2 separate regions of the Gossypium hirsutum genome follow, and region 2 is linked to region 1. Evidence: chromatin contacts called from public Hi-C data. All regions are on one chromosome and are shown on one strand. The core of a region is the stretch at or near the end of the contact, and the rest is flanking DNA. Distances in the headings are between cores, read along the strand shown.

Region 1 (7,299 bases), core at 1,991-4,490:
CACCAAGCTTAGGTGGACCGGAGAAAACCATGTAATCTTTGGCCCATAACATATAATTCACCTGCCTTCAGACTTCACCAGCTGTGAGAACACTTTACTCATTGAAGCACCTGAGAGGTCATCCACACTTGACAACACAAACTGTTCAGAAGAAACTGTTGGATCAAGCTGACTGAAATTGTTAATTTGTGGAGAAAGTTCACCGATCATGTTCGTACTGTTCTTTACAGCCTCCTGAAGTTGAAGAGCATACTCCAGATTCCATAAAACATCCCCCATGGAAGGCCTGTCAACACCGAAATCAGCTAAGCATTTCTCGGCAGTTTCTCCAAACTTCCTAAGAGAATCAGGCCTGATCTTTCCTTTGAGATTAGAATCAATTATTTGCACCAACTGTCCTCTTTTCTGCCATTTCATTGCCCATTCAGCTAGATTTACCATTTCCCTTGGAAGAGTAGGATCTATTACTGGTCTTGCACAAAGAACTTCAAACAAAACCACTCCAAATGAATATACATCAGATTTTTCTGTCAGTTGTTGCCTTCTGAAATATTCTGGATCAAGGTATCCAAAACTTCCTTTCACGGCTGTACTGACATGGGTCTGATCAATTTCAGGTCCTGTCTTTGACAGCCCGAAATCCGCAACCTTGGCCATGAGATTCTCATCAAGTAAGATATTCGCGGACTTCACATCACGATGAATAACTGCTTTCGCATAGCCTGTGTGAAGGTAATGGAGTCCTCTAGCTGCTCCAATGCATATTTCAAGCCTTTGTTTCCAACTTAAACTTGGATGGCCCGAACCATAGAGATGACTCTTGAGTGTACCATTCTCCATATATTCATAAATCAAGATCATCTCATTCTTTTCATCACAATAACCAATTAAAGAAACTAAATGGCGGTGACGGAACTGGGATAGCATCTCAATTTCAGTCTGGAACTCAGCAAGTCCTTGTTGGGACTGGGGATTTCCCCTTTTAACTGCAACTTTTGTACCGTCATTCAGTTCTCCCTTGTATACCTTACCGAAACCGCCAATCCCAATGACCAAACTTTCATCAAAATTATTGGTGGCTTCTTGAACAGCCAGAAAAGGAATGTGATAGCCAGTATTCGAATTGAGACTAGCAGTTGTTCCTTCGGAGTATTTGCTCCCTATAGTGTGGGAAGTTCCTCCATTAGTTGAAAAAGGAATCCATGTCTTCGATTGCCTCCGGTGTGCCACACGTCTTCTTTTTCTACAAAACATAAATAGAAGTCCTGCCAACAGCAGTCCAAAAGCCACCCCAACACTGGCACCCACTATGGCACCAACTTTCTTCTTTGAACTTGAACCAGAAGTATTGGCAGTTCCCAAGCCAGTAAGACTGCCATCAGAATTGTTCAATTTCATGATTTCAAGCCCATTTAGTATGGCATCAGGGTAAGCACCACGTAAATTTGATGGACCGATGCTTACTCGAAGCTTGTTCATAGTAGCTGAGTCTGTAACAAAATCCATATAATATGCAGCAGCCAAAACATTACCCAAATAAGCACTCAGATCAAGGTCCCTCACAACCATTGAGGAGTCGATGAAAACATTGAAATAGAGCTGGTTAAGAGAAGTGCTGACAATATCACAAAAATGAAACCTAACTAGATGCTGAAAACCGGGATCCACATTGAATTCCCAGGTCACATTGAAGTTGCTATTGGGGTCACCTAAGGAGTTCATCTTGGTGCAGCTACCATAAACAGAAACTGGAGCAATCTCTGGTGTTGATCCACCATCAACATACTTGACAGCTCTAGTATTTGATACAGTTGATGCAAGATTCTTTTCTATAAGGAAACTCTGATCAGGCACCCATGTTCGATGAAGGGTATCGTTCTTGAAGGACACCATAGGTCCCCCCATATTCACCCTAGCAACCGTCTCCAGTGCCTGCCACATCAAGCCTTGGAATCCCACTGATGATTTAACAGTACGGGCGTGGTCTGGAATGAGCTGATCAGGAACTGAAACAACTTCCAGGGCATTTATAAAAGCAAATGAATTCTCTGAAGGAGTGAATATGATGGCAAGGCTATCGGTGGTGATATTAACAGAGAATTCTTTGACAAGATGAGCTCCAACACTGAAACTGCTGAGAAGGACATGGTTTTCAGTGGAAACATCGAACTTTGCCGAACTCATATTGTAAGTAGCATAAACAAATGGACTGAAATAAAGGCGAATCCAGAGTCTCCCCCGTTGGCTGATTGGAAATGTATACTTAGAAACACCGGTAAAGATTCTAGCTGTTTGATAGAGCCGTGAAACGGCAGAAGAGATGATTGATTTCGAAGTGTTCCCAACAACACGTTGTGGTGTAGAAAGGAGTTTAGAGGCTAAGTCATCAGCCATGAAAACTCGACCACCCACTGTACTATTAGCTAGTGATCCACAATCAATAAGGTAGTTGTCTGCTGGTGTAAACCCTCTAGCAAAGCATTGAAAACATAAGACTGAAGAAACCCAGATGAGCAATTCAATTATCTTACAACCCATCTTTTCAAATCCTAGCAAGTAACAGTAACACCAAAGCTTTGAATCTTAACAGGAACTGAAATCCTGGATTCTTACATAAACTACAAATGGATTAATAGCAAACAATAATAGAAATTAAAGAAACAACAACTAAGAGATCTGAATTAAAGACAAAAGCTGGAACAAAGAAACAGAAAGAGAACCGAATCAAAGAGATGAAAAGATGAAACCTTTGAATTTTAGATGAACCAGACTCAAAAAATCAAATCTTCTATGCAGCCGTAATGGAAATTTGGCAGAGTTTTCGTTGCAATTTCCAATGCAGATAGAGCAGGGTGCATACATAAGCGGGTTTAACTTCAAACTAGATTACAACGTCTCCCACTTAATTGTTTCTATTTTTTTTTCCCCATTTTGGTTCATATTCTTAAATAAACAGAACACAAAGAGGCTAAAGGTGGTGTAACAAAAATACGAATAAGCAGAACAAATAATAAGAAAAACACTGTTTAAATGTCTAATTTCTGGTTTGGTAAATCAACGATAGATGTAAAGTGAATACAATAAAAACAAAACAATAACATGCAGAAGAGATAAGAGCAAATTTAAAGTTAGGAAATTTATGGAGAGAGAGGCGTCTTTATGGGTTTTAATGACGGTGGGTAGAAAACAGAGTTTTAAGTTTTCTAGTAACATAAAGGTTATTTACTCTCCATCCTGCTAGTTGGGGGTGGTTTTGAGCGGTGACTGGGGAAAAGCAAATGCCTTCCTCTATAAACTTTAAAGTCTTTTTAAGTTTTAATGGATTGATGTCAATCTCTTTCCTTTTGTTTAATAATTGATATCAAATTTCAATAAATAAATTGAAACTGAAAATTATAAGAAATGAAATAAAACGTTTTGTGGGAGGGTTATGTAGCTACGTAAAAATTTATTTTGGTTGTTAATTGAGACGATTTTTGAAAATTTGAAAATTAATTTTCGATTTTATTAAAAAAGGGGAGTCGTCACTAATCTTTTCTTCTAGATGTGATCGGAAATCTAATAAATCTTCTTTTTAGAAAAAAATATTTTTGAGTAAAAAAAAGGTCGAGTTTAGGTCTACGTCAAAATCCAGAAAAAAATAGGATTCGGAAGTCAGTTACGCACGAGAAAGGTATTGGCACCCTCGCGACGCCCAAAATTGGTATCCCTTTAAACACGCGTTGTCTTTAATTTCAAAAAAAAAATGAATTCAATTTAATATTTAATCATGATCCTATTGAAACACGAGAATTTTGAAAACACGAAAATTTTGAAACTTGAAAATATTTTTTTAAAACCCGAGAGATTGTGAAAACACAAAAATTCTTGAAAACCTGAGAATCTTTGAAACCTGAGAAATTAAAAAAAACGAAAATTTTTGAAAACACGAAAATTTTTGAAACCCGAATTTTTTTTATAAAAAACACAAAAAATTTACAACACTAGAATTTTGACAAATTACATATCCTCATCTACATTTTGAAAATAAAATTTGATCACTTACCAATAATCACTAAAATAATTATCCTATTTCAAAACACGAGAATTTTTAAATTTTTCGATTTTTTTTAAAAGGACGTCCCATTTTTAACACGAGCCAATGATGTTCACCCAACATAGCGATGAAATCAAAGACTTAATGTTAAATCGACACGTTGCCTTATTTATTGAAATTAATTAAAAGAAAATAAAAATATTTCTAAAATAAAAAAAACTAATAATAACGTTGCAATAATATGTGATCTAAAATATATATTAAATTGGAATGGGTAAATAATAATAAAAAGGGTAAGAATATACCGAAGCCCAATGTTATGGGTTACTGAAATTAATTTCTTTTCTCCTCGGGTTGCTGAAATGGACCTTTGTTGGTGATCGTCACTGGATCAGATTGCCGCAAATAGGGTCGGGTTGACCCAGCTATTTTAAAATTTATTTTCGTCTTTTTTAGACTAAATTTTTGCTTGGCCCACATAAAATTTACATAAAGACAAAAGATTCAAATCATTTCAGCCTATTACAAAATAATCTCAGCCCAACTAACTTAATATTTCAAACCAAACTAAACCCAACTCACTAATTTAAAAAAAAAATAATACAAACCAACCCAACTCACTAACTTAAGAAACCCAACACAACCAACTCAACCCACTAATTAACCCAAACCAAATTTAACCCATCAAATCTAACATAAACCAAGCCATTAACTAAAATATTTCTTTTTTTCAATACTAAACCCCCTAAACAAACAAGTTTCCAGCAGCAAACAAAGAAAGAAAAAAGATATCCAAGCTTCAAGCAGCCGAACCCCTTCTCCTTCTACCGTGCACGCCACCAATAGCCATCGTGTGCGCCGCGTGAAATCAAGCTACAGGTAGTTGAGGTTTGGATTTCGGGGTGGCTGATAATCGATTGGCTCTGCTATTTGGAATGGGTTTCGGTTTGAGAGCTTGGTTGTTGTGTTAATGGTGGTTGGGTCTTGGTTGCTTGGTTGCTTGCCGGATATTGGAGTTTTTTTTTTACTTAGATTGCAGAATGTTCTTTTTTTGTTTTTTTGCTGGAGAATTTCTTTTGCTTTTTTTGCTCTTCACCGAATATCAAATGGGGGAATCCTCCTCCTCCTTTTTACCGAAAAAAAAAGCTCTCTTTTATGGTGTGGTTTTTTCTTTTTTATTTCTACCATTTTGCTTGTTTCTCATGCTATTTGCAGGTAGTGGGTGAAGAAGGAGCAACCACTCATGCTGATGGCCTGAAAATCCGGGGAGTGGATGCCCCAAATCACGTAATCTGTCAGAAGGACCAAATCACAAATGCAGCAAAACTTCTAGAGCTAAAGTGTAATTTTTAGAAAATTTAGGGTTAAAATGCAATTTAAGGAAAGTTTAGGGGTCGAATTGAAATTTAAAGAAATTTTAGGGTTAAAATGAAATTTAGGAAAAGTTTAAGGGTTAAAATGTAATTTTTTTATTTTTTAATTTTTTTTTTGAAAATTTGAAAATTAAACACAAACTCTAGTCGGACAAAAATTTAGTGCTTACAGCTGCCCCTTTGTTTCATGACATGATGCACAAAGAAATAGAAGTCTACATCGATGATATGATCGCCAAATCTAAGGGGGAAAGAGAGCATGTTGGGAACCTCAGGAAGTTGTTCGAAAGACTGAGAAAGTTCCAGCTGAAGCTTAATCCAGCCAAGTGTACGTTTGGGGCTACCTCGGGAAAATTGCTAGGCTTCATCGTCAGCGAGAGAGGCATTGAAGTTGATCCAGATAAGATAAAAGCCATACAAGAACTATCACCTCCGCGCACGCAAAAAGAAGTCAGAGGATTTTTAGGAAGGTTGAACTACATTGCTCGATTCATTGCTCAACTTACCAACCAGTGTGACCCAATTTTTTGACTCCTTTGAAAGCATAATCCAGGAGAATGGAACGAGGAGTGACAAATGGCTTTTGACAAGATAAAACAATACTTATCTAGTCCCCCGGTGTTAGTACCGCCAACTCCAGGAAGACCGTTAATATTGTATCTAACTGTGTTCGAAAATTCAATGGGTTACATACTAGGGCAACATGATGAGTCGGGGAAAAGAGAAAAGGCGATTTACTATCTCAGCAAAAAGTTCACAGAGTATGAAGCAAAGTATTCGTCAATTGAAAAATTTTGTTGCACTTTGGTTTAGTTAGTTCGGAGGCTCAGACAATATATGTTATATCATACGACATGGTTAATTTCAAAGTTGAACCCAATAAAGTACATGATGGAATCATCTGCACTCTCAGGAAGAATGACATGATGGCAAATCCTACTGTCAGAGTACGACATCATCTATGTTAGCCAAAAGTCGATAAAAGGGAGCGCAATAGCTGACTTCTTAGCAACTCGAACAACGGAGGAATACGAGCCATTGAGATTTGACTTCCCAGATGAAGACTTGATGTGCATTACAGAAAAAGAATATGAGTCATCAAAAGACAAGTTATGGAAGATGAGCTTTGATGGTGCGTCAAATGCATTAGGGCATGGGATTGGAGCAGTCTTGGTATCACCAGAAGGGAACCATTATCCGCTAACTGCCAGGCTGAATTTCTTCTGTACCAATAACATAGTCCGGCTTGTATCATGGGACTTCGTGCAGCCATTGAACGAAATGTCAAAATCCTATTGGTGATTTACCAAATCTACGGAGATTGGGAATGGGAGATCCAAAATTAGTTAAATATAGCAATCTAGTGGGGGAATTGGTTAAAGAATTCAAAGAAGTGACATTTAATTACTTCCCACGAGAAGAAAACCAATTGGCTAATGCCCTGGCCACTTTGGCTTCAATGTTCAAAGCAAACAAAGAAACGAAAATAATGCCTCTCCAAATGAGCATATATGAGGTCCCTGCACATTGTTGTAGCATTGAAAAAGAGACAGATGGATGACCTTGATTCCTTGATATCTTAGAATACGTCAAAAATCAAAGGTATCCCGAACAGGCAAATAAGAACGAAAAAAGAACAATTAGAAGAATGTCGACGGGATTTGTTCTTGATGGGGATATCTTGTACAAAAGAGGAAATGATCAAATGCTCCTAAGATGCGTGGATGCTGTTGAAGCCAGAAAAATACTTGAAGATGTCCATGAAGAAATTTGTGGAACGCATGCTAATGGTTTCACTATGGCTAGACAGATTATGAGACTCGGTTATTACTGGCTGATGATGAAAAGCGACTATATTAGTTATGCATGAAAGTGCCACAAATGTCAGAT
Region 2 (7,299 bases), core at 2,779-5,278, 80 kb after region 1:
ATTAATTATTAATGTAGGGTTCTAAATAGTTGGTTACTAATTAACCTAGCAGGGCTTCTTAGCTTCTACAAGCCTAACTAGTCAACAAGAACTACTCACCTTTTGATGACACGGTTTGGACTAGGGTAAGGTAAGGTTTTCACAGATAGGCAATATTGATTTTGGGTTAAGCCTAGGGATTAAGTTTTTCCTTCCCTAACCACTAATCTGCTGAATGATGCTTAATAAGCAATATCGATTTCAGGTTCATTCTTACCTAGATAACTTCCTAGGGTCGTCAATCTTAGGGTTTAATTACACTCAACCAGATCCAACCGATCCAAATTAAACTCTACTTTTCAATCAATTAATTCGGTTAAGCCAGTTGGAACACGCGAAATATGCATAAAGCATAAATTTATTCAAATATCTACAAAACATTCAATTAAAAGTTTTAAAGAAAAATATATAAATAATAGAATAAAGGAAAGAGATACTCCTGGATTTATCGATGAAAGCATGGCTCCGGAATAATCTCCGCTGGCGAAAGTCTCACTTTGGAATATGATTTTCCGATTACAAGAACATAATGTAGACTAAGCAAAAACTAAGAATGAAATAAAAACCCTAATGTGTTGTTCTGAACAAGTATTTATAGATTACATGTATTATGACCTAATTAGGTCAAGTAAGGATGGTTAAGCATGTTAATTTAGGTTGTGTAGACGAAAACACCTTTGCTCATTAAATTGGCTTCGCCGCAGCTATGTCGTGACACCCTCAAGTTTGTGTCACAACATCGAAGATAATTTCATTTATTCTTGGTGTCTTCAGGGCTGTGTCGTGACACTGTCTCGCTTGTATCGCGACATCCTCAGCAGACTACTCCTTGGGTATTCTGCATGCTATGCTACGACATCCCAACTCTGTGTTGCAACATCGGGAGCAGTCTACTATCTATTTGCCCTCGAATGATGTCCTGCACACTTAATCAACATATTAGTATTCCCTTAGGCCCAGATTGGCCTAGAAGGTCATAAAATTCATAAAAATACTCATTTTATTCACTATGTCCTAAGAAGGAAGACTTAATAAAAACTATATTAATTTGCTATAAGACTAGCTCGTTAAGTATAGAATTTGGCCTAATTTACTACAACAAATTGTGGCAGATCAAAAGTTATATCCTATAGAATCTATCTTCCTATTTTTGTAATGGAAGAATTGAAATGCTTAAATCCAAAACGGAGTAATATCATAGATGGTCCTTGAAAGTTAATCAAATTTTCAATATAATTTATCCACTTTAAAATTTATCAAAATTTTGATATGGTCCTCTACTTAAAAATTATAAAGTTAAAAATTATCAATTATCAATTATAAAAATTATAATTTTATAATCATTATTATTAGTAAAAAGTACCAATATTACAACTATTTTGTAAGTTTAAATGCAACATATAAGTTTCATTTTAAAATTGTAACTATAATTAATTTCATATTTTAAAAGTAATTGTATTTCAATATTTTAATTTTAAAATTCTTAATTTTTAATTTATTTTTTTAATATTTTTAAGTCAGAAAATAAGATACTATTCTAAAATATAATTTTTAAATGAGAGGCCATATCAAAATTTTGATAAATTTTAAAGTGGATAGACTATATTGAAAATTTGATAAACTTGTAGGGGTTATCTATGATATTACTCCATTTTGGATTTGAGCATTTCAATCGTCCATTGCACAAAGAGGAAGATGGTGTAGGATATGACTTTCAAGTTGATTTTCCTTCCTTCAGCTCTTTTCATTGAAGTCGGATCTTGAGGGTGCCAATGCCAACTTTCAAGTCGGAACCATCCAGGTATCAACTTTCCAATTTTCCTATTCAATGTCGACTACTTTGCTAAATAATTGAAAACCAATATACTTTACAAAATAATTTTTTTTAACTCCTATATATGAAAAATAAAAGCCTGAGTTTCACTTACAAACACTTTTTTTGAATATGATCATTATCTAACTCCTCACCATGTTACTTTATAACCTACTTTTGACTTTAGGGGGACTATTGTTATGCCATACATGCAAAGCCCGATAATGAAAGGGCCCAAAGATGTTATCTTAAAATATTTAATACATAATGCCTAATAAACAAAGCTCTGATGCCACAAAGGATTTACGTTAAGCAATACTAACATTCACAAACTCTCAGCATAGTAACTAGACAAAATAAAAAGAAGAAACCAATCCCAAAATTGCTTGGGCTCTGAGGCTAAGAAAATAATGTGAGGGGTAAGAGTAAGGTAACTACAAAAATTAAAAAGGCCTTAAGGGTTCACTATTAATCACCTTCTACCTTTATTCATTCTCTCTGAACCATAACACAAACTTAAGCATCTGAGAGCCAACTTTAGCACCCTTCATAGCTTACATTCTTCCCTTTTTGTAGATTTCATCACTTTCACAACCCGGTTGCCAGCCGAAATCCTTATTGATCTAGTCAAACATTAATAAAGTACAATAAATATATAAATATAAGTTCGATCAATTATAATGTAAAATCCAATCAGTACAATGTACAACAAAAGAAGAATCGATCAAAGCCAAATCAATTTGAAAAGAATCTGACAAAATCTAAACATGACATATTCACCCACAATTTTTTAATATCTTATATGGACAAACAAAATTTAAAAACGTAATAGAAATTTTAAAGTCCTTAAATAAATAAATAAACCTCAGGATATATAAAACTTTCAAATATCTTACATTGATATAAAACGCAAGTAAACAAGAAGTTTAAAGTTCTAAAGGCAAAAGTAGCCTACGAAATTATGCTGTTCAATCAGAGAACCAGCAAGAGTTCCATGATTTTCGAAAAGACATTGAATTCAATTTGTCATTAAATTTCATTGGTTCACGGAGATCTTTTAAAAAAGTGATGTCCAATAAATCAGAGTTCGGATTATAAAGATAGATGTAATATCAAAGACAGGGCGTGACCACAAAGTAAAAACCAATGAACCCATAAGGGCCAAAGTTCAGTGCAGAGATTGGAGCAATGGCTGGCTTGAATTGACCATTTCATGCAATAGCAATGGTGTATTTAAGAGTAAAAGGGGGAAGGGGGTGGTTCATGGACCACTATGACTTGCAAACTAGAGACCAATGATTTATTGCTCTCATTAATAGCTTTGGGGCTGGCTGGCATTTGCTGTCACTGACCATGGCCATGGAAGGATTATATTTGCTGCTCATCTGATAATGAAGGATATTAAAATTTTAGAGATTTTTATATGTCAGTATTTGTGATTATTTTGTTTCAATAAATAATTATTTTTCAAAAATATTATTTTGTTTTGATATGTATAAGTTTGTTATAAAAAAATTAGGTTATTAAAGTTTCATGCCCAAAAAATAATTATAAAATATGAATATTGATATTAAAAATAAATATATAAAAAATTTCAATATGGATATCGTAAATTTGTTAAAATATTAAATATTTTTAATAATGTAAAAACATGATGATAAATTTAGCCATTAATATTCATATCTTTTGTCAATTTGACCATTATTTTTTAAAGTTAAATTTAGTCTCCAACTCTTTAAAAAAGTCAAATTTGACCATCAACCTTTTAAAAAAGAGTTGAATCATTATTTTTTAATAAAAATACTGACTAAAATATTAAAATTTTAAATATTATAACTTGCATGACAATCCACGTGTACCTAATGTTTTTTTAAATATTTATATATATACTTTTTTTGAATTTTTTATTTTTTAAATATTTTATAATTTTAAAAATTATTTGTTGGTGTGACTATATAAGACTATGCCAACTGTAGTGACAATTTTGGCCCGAGCCCGCTAAAAACCCCAAATATAAATATAATATGTACAAATAAATAAATAAATAAATAATAACCACAGTCCATTAATGTCCTATTGCAAGCCCAAAGACCCAAAACAGTCCCTCTGGCCCAAATCTAGTGGCCCAATACTTAAAATGAGCCCAAACGGCCCGAAAGCCAAGCCAAATTTCGGCAAACCCTAGGGCAAAGGTGTCCTCGCGCCGCAGCCTTCACAAGCAGCAACCACATCGCCCCACGCCCACCCTCCGTACGATGCCAGCGTCTCAGCAGCCAGCACAGCCCCGTACCCGAGCGCCACGCACCCTGTACTTGCAGAAAAGGGACAAACGCACAGCAAAACAAACAAAAACAACGAAGAACATTGTATTTTCGATTTTTCTTTTTTATGTTTACCCCATTCGGCTATAAAGCCAGGGGATTTAATCAGTTGTAAGGTTTTTTTTTACGCGCAAATATGCAACAAAAATCACGAAAGCAATACAAAGTAATAAAAAAGGTGACTTTCGAATCAAAAAAATCCCTCAATACTTTACTCCCTCCGTCTCTTTTTTTTTCTTTCGTGGGTTTGTGATTCTGGTACTCGAAAAAGAGAAAGGAATAAGAGGCTTACCTCGCGAGTTCGCCGTTAACTCCTCCTTGCTTCGCCGAAATCGAGGGCAGAGGGGTCTTGAGGCTGCAAATGCTCTTCAAAAGGCGTATACGCCGCGGTTGGGGACACCGGAGGCTAGGGCCAAATGACATGGCTGAAGGCGGCTATGGAAAATGGGTCTAGGGTTTGAAGGCTTTGAAAATTTGGTAAAATGGGGTTTTTATACCTGTGGGGATGACGTCGTTTGAGGCTTACTACCGTGGCCAAAAAAACGGCGTCGTATAAGCCTATTCGTCCGACCCGATCCAGTTTGCTGCCCTGATGACCCGCGTGTTTTTGCGGTGAGGGATTATTTTCCATATCAGTCCCTCCCTTTCGCGCCGCATTCAAATCAGCCTATGTTTGTGTTTCGTTTTTTTTATTAATTTAGTCCTGTAATTTACACGCATTTGCAAATGGATCCGCGCCTAAACGCAGCATTTTGGGATCTGGTATATTGCCAGTTTTAGTCCCTAGATGTTTTCGGGCATTGACTATTGGTCCTTCATTATTTTTGTTTATTTTCAAATTTACCTTGTGTGTTTTAGTTTAATTTTAATTAGGTCTTTTTATTTTATAACTTTATAATTTTTTTATTTATTTACTTGTATATTTTAAGCAACTTTGATAATTATTTTTTTTAGTATTGTAGATTCGTTTTTTGTAATATCATTATCATACTTTGTACATCTTAAATGTTTTTTTCTTTCATGTTATTATGCATATACATGTTTTATAATAAGCTAATGTCACTTCATACATATAATGTTTTTTTATTCTAACCATATATTTTGGCATGTATTCTTGCTATGATAATATGTTCAGTATATATGCTTGCATAGAATTGTTTTTTTTACTTACTTATATTAGCACACATGTTTGATTTTTATACATTAATTTAAGCCTACGTATTATCATTTTTACGTTATCTTATATATATATATTTGCTTTTAAATTTATATGTATCATTAACCCAAAGCCATCTGCTTCATAAAATTATTTTAGACATCACCCATTTCAAAATTCTTCTTGTACAGACATACGAATATTGAGATGTAGGTTTGATTCATATATTTCCTTAAATCCATGTGTTTTAACATATATTTTTGCTATTCTTAAATCCATGTGTTTTAACATATATTTTTGCTATTTAAATATGCTTGGTACATGTGTTTTGAATAAAATTTAAGTTGTTTTATATTTATTTACATTAATACATATTTTTGATTTACGTACATTATTAAACCCATATTTTATATACATAGTCTTCTTTATATAAGTATGCTTTTAAGTCCATCATTTGCAATAGGAATAATTCGAACTTGAATATGTTTCTATGGTATTTTTTTTATAAGCAATTATTTCTAATTTATATACATATATATATTTTAATTTGTGATAAAATCAACCCAATTTTTTTTATATATATAACTCATATTTTAATTCCATGTTATATTGTATATAATTGCTTCAAAATTCGTTCATACACATATAAGTATTCTTAACTTTCCTCTTATAAATTATTTCAAACTCAAGCATATATTAGTTGATTGTTAGTCCATCATTTTTAGTCCACTATTTTTGTGTCGTGTTGATCTTATATCGTTTGGTATCCCATGTGTTAATTATCTTCATGAAATTTCTTGTATATTTGCTACATCATGCTCGCTCATTTTCATATGTTATCACATCAGTTATTCCCCATGCATGATTGTAATCGGATTATGTTCTTTAGGTAAGTTATATTTTTTAGGGTTCGTTAATCGATTGTATCTCATGCATATATATAGCCCCATATCATCGTTTTCCACTTAGTTTTTGAAATGTGGTTCTATATAATCCAGATTTTTATGATTAATTTCGAAATATTTTAAATTGGATTAATACGTTTTAAGCTAGTTTTATAAGTATTCATTTAAAAATTCTTTAAAACGAAGGCGATATTCGATTCATGGCAATTCGTGGAATCGTGCCCTAACGTGTTGGGTTGCAATTTCTCGTTTGCTCAAAGTAATCGAAGGTCCTTTTAGAATTTCACCCATGTCTTTTAAAAGTCCCTTAAACGAAGGCGATATTTGATATTTGGCGACTCGCGGAATCGTGCCCTAACGTGTTGGGTTGCAATTTAGTGTTCGCTTAAAATAATCAAATATCCCTTCAAAATTTCACTCATGTCTTCTAAAGATCCATTAAAACGAAGGTAATATTCGGCATTTGGCAATTTGGGAATCATGCCCTATCGTGCTGGGTTGTGATTTCTCGTTTGCTCAACACAATCGAATATTCCCTTAGGTTTTCACTCATGTTTATTAAAAATCTTTCAAAACGAAGGCGATGTTCGACGTTTGGCGATTTGAAAATCGAGCCCTATCGTGCTGGGTTGCGCTTTTTCATTTGTCCTAAATAATCGAATATCTCTTGGGAATTTCACACGTATTTTCTAAGGTAAGGCTATGGTCAATGTTTGGAAATTCGAGGAATCGTACCCAACTATGCTGGGTTTCGGTTTTCCGTTGGACTAAATAGTTGAGCATCCTTTTGCGATTTTCGAATTATAAATTTTCGGACGTCGAAACTAGAAGATTTTTGGCAACTAACTCGGGTTATTCAAATGTTATTAACAAGAACCACATTTCAAAAACATTTTTAATTTTAGACATAAGGACAGTATTTAATCGATTTGGTAACAATTTTGGGCGTAATGAGGGTGCTAATCCTTCCTCATACGTAACCGACTCCCGAGCCCGTTTTCTCATATTTTTGTAGACCAGAATCGTTGTTTTAGTAAACCAAAATGTTTTATTAAAATAACCAAA

Evidence for each region. Hi-C and Micro-C count contacts between places; a contact is called where the count stands out from the background.
Region 2: a contact with region 1 is called in a Hi-C map of leaf, with 4 times the contacts expected there. The contact joins the enhancer-like site here to the promoter of LOC107932930 in region 1. A contact is called at or near these places in 7 of 34 Hi-C or Micro-C datasets (callus and leaf).

The regions. Positions count from the first base shown.
Region 1 is chrA07:16,271,887-16,279,185 of Gossypium_hirsutum_v2.1, forward strand. LOC107932930 (receptor-like protein kinase HERK 1) reads right to left here and starts at 3,241. Exons shown (of 1, transcript XM_016865052.2): 1 at 1-3,241. The coding sequence starts at 2,538. The coding sequence ends at 58.
Region 2 is chrA07:16,351,298-16,358,596 of Gossypium_hirsutum_v2.1, forward strand. No RefSeq gene overlaps it. Among protein-coding and RNA genes, the nearest start is that of LOC107932919, 29 kb to the right of the region's middle. Within about 2 kb of position 4,029, at least 9 of the 9 cell types and tissues checked have an H3K27ac peak or open chromatin away from gene starts, as enhancers often do. A contact at or near this core is called in leaf, where this site is marked.